2 separate regions of the Sus scrofa genome follow, and region 1 is linked to region 2. Evidence: chromatin contacts called from public Hi-C data. All regions are on one chromosome and are shown on one strand. The core of a region is the stretch at or near the end of the contact, and the rest is flanking DNA. Distances in the headings are between cores, read along the strand shown. Region 1 holds the start of CCT5 (chaperonin containing TCP1 subunit 5). Region 2 holds the start of GM2A (ganglioside GM2 activator).

Region 1 (2,902 bases), core at 126-2,625, 460 kb after region 2:
TAAGTTACCCCATTTAATTTCCCTCCCAAGCCGGAAAGAGGTGTGCTGCCCCTGCTGGGAAAGGAGGTTCAGAGAGGTGGTGTTAACTTGTTTTAGGTCAAACAGTTCAGGGGAGAAAGAACTGCACTGCTTCTTAAATAAAACCCCAAGACACTAAGCAAACAGGGACACCTCAGGCCTGGCGACATGGTCTATCTCAAAGCCTACTTCCTCTGGCATAGTTCTACTTGTGATTCTGCTCAAAACCCCTCCATTGACCGTCTGAAGGATCCCCTCCAGCTTTTTCCTGCACTGCCTCCCATATCCCGTGGTTCTGGTCACACACTGCCTTATGTCATAGTTATTGGCGACCACTTTTCACTCTTTTTTTTTTTTTTTTGGTCTTTTTGCCATTTCTTGGGCCGCTCCCACGGCATATGGAGGTTCCCAGGCTAGGGGTCGAATCGGAGCTGTAGCCACCGGCCTACGCCAGAGCCACAGCAACGTAGGATCTGAGCTGTGTCTGCAACCTACACCACAGCTCACGGCAACGCCGGATCGTTAACCCACTGAGCCACGACGGGAACTCCCACTTTCACTCTTGTAGTAGTATTTTCTTCCTTAAAGGTGTACGTTTTCAGTTTTTATAATACCACATCCAGGATTACGCCGTGCATAGAAGGACTCAAAAATGAAATGCGCTGTCAATGACTAAGCCTTTAAGGAAGCAACGAAGAGTATGAACCTCTTTTCCTTTGGGGCTGTCGCAGGTATACCGACTGAAGGTAAAGAAGCAGGGTCCTAATCTGCCAGGGGACCCGAGAAATACCTCCTCTGCAGCTTACTGATACATGCGCCGTCGGAACGACAGCACGCTGGAGAAGCCAGCGGGGACGCGCGTTCTCCGCCTGTGAATTGAGGCTGCCCCACCCAGCTCTGGAGAGCGCTTGAGGGACACCCAAACCCTCAAACTGGGACTAAAGGCCTCTATGTTGGTCTTTCCCAGGCCCAAGGCGTTGGGTGCAGCACTGGAGACCAAAGAGGGGCTCCCCGACCTTCCCCGAGAGCACATGGCAGAACGGCTCTTAAATGTGCGCACGCGCGGAGCCAGGGGTTCGGGGTCCTCCGCTCATCCAGGGCGTCCCAGTCCCGTTACCTTGAGGGCCTCGAGTCCCATAAGACGAGACTTGCGGTCTTGATCTTTGATGATGAGAAAAGGGCGGCCATATTCGTCGAAGGCGAGGGTCCCCACGGACGCCATGGTGCGGCAGCAGCAGGAGTTCTCTCCCGCAACCGGCGGTGTCCACTCCGGAACCGAGAGAGTACTTTCCTCTCGCGGGAGGGCGCCAAGAGCTCGCGCGTGCGCAGCACAGGCCGCTCGAGACTTATTTCTCACCTGAGACTAGTTTAACGCCAGACAGTACCTTCTGGAATCAGCGGCCTTCGGCAACTTCTATCATCCGGGAAGCTGTGGGGGGGACAGTTTGAAGACACGAACGCGAACTTTAGAACCCACAAGCCGGTAGTAGATAGGATTTAGACACTTATTAAATCTGTAAAATCTGATGTTTCTCGATAGTGCTCCCAACGATGAGATCATTGACTCAGAGCATTGTTTTCTCCCTCCTTCCCACCCTGGCTTCGCGAAGATGGTAGAGTCCGCTTTTTTTTTTTTTTTTTTTTTTTTTTTTTAAACCTGCTGGAAATCTCGCGATGGAGGGAGGAAGAGGTGAGGTCAGCCCCGCGCGCGGCGCGTAGTTTGGGCCGCGGTCCTGGGTGCGGGCGCGGCGTAGGGCTCGTAGTCGTCTGTTGAGTCTGTGGTGCAGCGGGTCCGTGTCGGCGCAGGGGGGCGGGAAGTCGCGGGCCGCTGCCTCGGCTCGAGGCCTGGCGTTTGGGGCTCAGGGCTTGTGCGCGCCTCGGGCGCGTGCGCTGGTACTGGGATCTGGCCGCCGGGACCGGTTCCTAGCGTTTGGAGGCGAATAAGTCCCTTAGTTCGGCGCGGTCTTATACGATGTGTACTGGACTCACACTGTCGGGGTGGGGGTCACAGCTCTGCCGCTTACCAGCTGTGTCTTTGGGAAGGTGATTTGTCTGCAAAAATGGCAGTGGTAGCAATAGCTTCTCTCTTTACCGCTGCTCTACGGATTCAGGGGAAACAGTGCCTGGCCCTTAACAAGCTCTGTTCAAGTGTTTGTTAAAGAGATAGCTGTTTTGCACAAATACTCCAGTAACTTGCCCAAAGTTAGCTAGGAAGAAGCAAAATTGCCCAGTCTTGATCTGAGTCCCACTCTGAAGCCCTACGTTATGGTGCCTCCGAAAGATCTCTCTTAGCAACTTGTCTAAAAAGTACCAGATCCTCTGTTGCTTTTTCTTTGGAGCACAAATCACGACGTAATGTTTTCTGGGTTTAGATTTATTTGTTGTGGGTTTCGTGCCTCCCTGACCTCCATCTGACATAGAGTGGGACTTGACTCGTATTATTCCTAGCTTTTATTGGATACTCAAATGTGGAAATGGATGCATGGATTATAACATTTAACCTGTGGCCTGAAAGTGAGGAATTGACTTTGTCACCAGGTGGTTGATCATTTAACCCCTCCTGATACCTGGCCCACTTACTCTGTAGCTTACAGTGATGCTCCAAGGCCATTTTGGCTTTTGGAGCCACATCTCAATTCACTTTAGCTTGGCCAGTTCAGTGTTTCCTTATTCAGAATAACAAATCCTGTAATCCATTTGGCTCATTAGATAGTTATGAAGTGTAGGAAATGTGTAATGATGCCCGCTGTGCAGTTTTTCTTTAAAGCATGGGGAAAAAAGGGTTTTCCTGTTAATGTATTCTGTGTATAAGCAAGTACACAATGAACAGCTCGAAGATACTATGACGTTCAATTATAAACCCCCAGTGTAAATTCGTGTGGCA
Region 2 (2,969 bases), core at 138-2,637:
CCAGTGCTTTCAAACTGCTGACTGCGACACTGATGTACTAAACATCTCCAGCGCCACCATTCTATACTCTGCTTCTATGAGACAGGCTAGTTGAAACCCTCAAAAAGCGGAATCATGCTGTACATGTCCCGTGACTAGTTTATTTCACTTAGCGTAATGTCTTCCACGTTCAGCCATTGTCACAAGTGGCAGAATTTCCTTTTTTAAAAGGCTAAATACAATTTGATTACATGCATACACCACATTTTCTTTATCCATGTATCTATCAGCGGACACTCGGGTTGTTTCCATAGCATGGCTATTGTTTTTTGTTTTTTTCTTTTTTTCTTTTTAGAGCCACACATGTGGCATATGGAGATTCCCAGGACGGGGTCTGAATCAGAACTGCAGCTGCCAGCCTACACCACAGCACACAGTATCTGAGCCACATCTACAACCTACACCACAGCTCACGACAATGCCAGATCCTTAACCCACTGAGCGAGGCCAGGGACCGAACCCACATCCTCATGGATGCTAGCTGGGCTCGTTACTGCTGAGCCACAGTGGGAACTCCTTGGCTATGTTAATAATGTTGCATTGAAGGTGGGAGTACAGATATCTCTTCATGACCTTGATTTCGATTCTTTTGGATATATACCCAGAAATGAGACTGCTGCATCACATTAACGTATTTTTTAATTTTTTGAGAAACCTTCCTACTGTTTTCCATAGCAACTGTACCATTTACGTTCCCACCAACAAGTACCAAAATGAAAGTCTCTAGAATCCCAATCTTTTTCTTTCTTCTTTTTTTTTTTTTTGCTTCTTAGGGCTGCACCTGCAGCATACGCAAGTTGCCAGGCAAGGGGTCGAATGGGAGCTACAGCTGCCAGCCACAGCAAGGCAGGATCCAAACCGTGTCTGCAAACTACACCACAGCTCACAGCTATACCAGATTCCTGACTCACTGATCAAGGCCAGGGAGCGAACCCACACCCTCATGGCTACTAGTTGGATCATTTCCGCTGTGCCACCACGGGAACTCCAATCCTGATCTTGATCGCTTTGAGAAAGAACTTCTTTCTCTGCAAAGAGACCACAACAAAGGTCCCTTCCACTCACAATTAAAAAAAAATCATTATATATTAAAAAAATATATATCAATAGCATCCATTCCCTCAGGACCCCTACCCCAGCAGGCCCTTGCCTGCATTCTCCAGCATTGCCCTACCAATTTTAGCTTCTACTTGCATACCTTCTGCAGTGGGGACCTCACTCCCTGCCAAGCCAGACTGCTAAATCTTGGACCGGGTGGAAAGTCTTTCCTCCCCATGAGCCGGACCCCGTGTTCTTGGGCTCCTCTACGCACTGCTTCTGGTTTTCCAAGAAAGCTCCAAACACTGATTATCTTCAAGCGCTCCCTATGCCAAAGTGCCCTGAAGAAGGAGGAGGGGGGATGGGGCGCCCTGGAGATTTGATCTCCCTCCAGACGTGGCCAGCCTCTAAGCCCTGCCTGAACTCGGGCCCTCCCAGAGATCCAGGTTCTGCAGCTGCTTCTTTAAGAAGCGCCATGGGGGCTGGTCCTTGCTACTGTCCTTGGATCCTGTCCAGACCCTGATTTAAAAGGTATTGCAACTTTTTTAAAAAACAAACATGTGTTGTAACCCCAGGCCCTGGTAACCACAACACTGCCGGCTGCTAGCAGCCACCTCCCAGGCGGAGAGGAGAGGAAACCGCTCTCTGCCCACCGCCTACCCGGGGGCACCCACACTCGCCTGCAGTGCCCGCCTGGTTACCATATTATCTCAGGGTGGAGGCCGGGAGCGCAGTTGGGGCAGGGCCTGAGCCTGACTTGGGGCTGCAGCTCTTCTTCCAAGTGCTTTTGGACCGGTTCCCTCCTGTTCAATGGCTCCGGAATAGAGCTTTCTGTCGGACCTCACCCGCGCCCCAGAGGGACCGCAAATAAAGCAATCTGAGGGTGATGCCCCCATTGTCCCCAGGATAAAATAAGAACATCTCGGCCAGGCTGCCAAGGCTCTCTGTGTGCAGTCCCTAAGCTCACCCAGCACTCCAGCCTCCCAGAGTGGCAGAGCGCCCCTGAAAGCCCACACGGCACTGGGCAGGAATGTTCTCCCCCACTTTCTTTGATTAATTTTAATTTTATATATGTATATATTGCAAAAACTATCACCACAGTAAGGTTAGTTAACACACCCATCGCCTCACAGCGTTACACCTCCCCACTTTCTTTTTTTTTTTTTTTTTTTTTGTCTTTTTGTCTTTTTGCCATTTTCTTGGGCTGCTCCCGTGGCATATGGGAGTTCCCAGCTAGGGGTTGAATCGGAGCTGTTCCTCACTTTCTTGACAAGAAGAATCCTTGCTTAACTTACAGAGCCCAGGTTAAATGTCACCTCCCTGGGGAAGCCTGCCCTTCCCTTTCCTCCCAGATAGAGTCTGTTGCTCCTTTTTGCTTCCATGGTATTTTTCCATATCCTTTGTTACAATATCTGTCTAGCTGGACCAGAGGCCATCTCACCTCCTGTAGATATTTTGTTTAGCTTTCATGATGGGGTGTGTGTGTGTATGCGCGCGCGCGCGCGCGTGTGTGTGTGTGTGTGTGTGTGTGTGTGTGTGTGCGTGTAAGAGAGAGAGATTTTACATTAACCCTCCCCCCCCTCAGAGTTCTAGTTTCTCTTGAAAATTTAGGTCAGGCCATCTTGGGGTTTCATTTCCTGCTAAGGCCCATCCACCCCAACTTATCCACCTGTGCGCCTTTTATTTTTTTTTTTTTTTTAATTAAAAAAAAAAATGTTCTGGAGTTCCCGTCGTGGCGCAGTGGTTAACGAATCCCACTAGGAACCATGAGGTTGCAGGTTTGGTCCCTGCCCTTGCTCAGTGGGTTAACGCTCCGGTGTTGCAGTGACCTGTGGTGTAGGTTGCAGACGCGGCTCGGATCCTGCATTGCTGTGGCTCTGGCGTAGGCCGGT

The links. Hi-C and Micro-C count contacts between places; a contact is called where the count stands out from the background.
Region 1: a contact with region 2 is called in a Hi-C map of liver, with 8 times the contacts expected there. The contact joins the promoter of CCT5 here to the promoter of GM2A in region 2. A contact is called at or near these places in 2 of 47 Hi-C or Micro-C datasets (heart right ventricle and liver) and 1 of 2 datasets of contacts at active chromatin or transcription factors (alveolar macrophages).

Annotation. Positions count from the first base shown.
Region 1 is chr16:72,221,815-72,224,716 of Sscrofa11.1, forward strand. It overlaps CCT5 (chaperonin containing TCP1 subunit 5), which reads right to left and starts at 1,376. Exons shown (of 11, transcript NM_001278779.1): 1 at 1,136-1,376. The coding sequence starts at 1,240. FAM173B (protein FAM173B) reads left to right here and starts at 1,678. Exons shown (of 5, transcript XM_021076853.1): 1 at 1,678-1,708.
Region 2 is chr16:71,766,485-71,769,453 of Sscrofa11.1, forward strand. GM2A (ganglioside GM2 activator) reads right to left here and starts at 1,388. Exons shown (of 4, transcript XM_013984919.2): 1 at 1,238-1,388. The coding sequence starts at 1,315.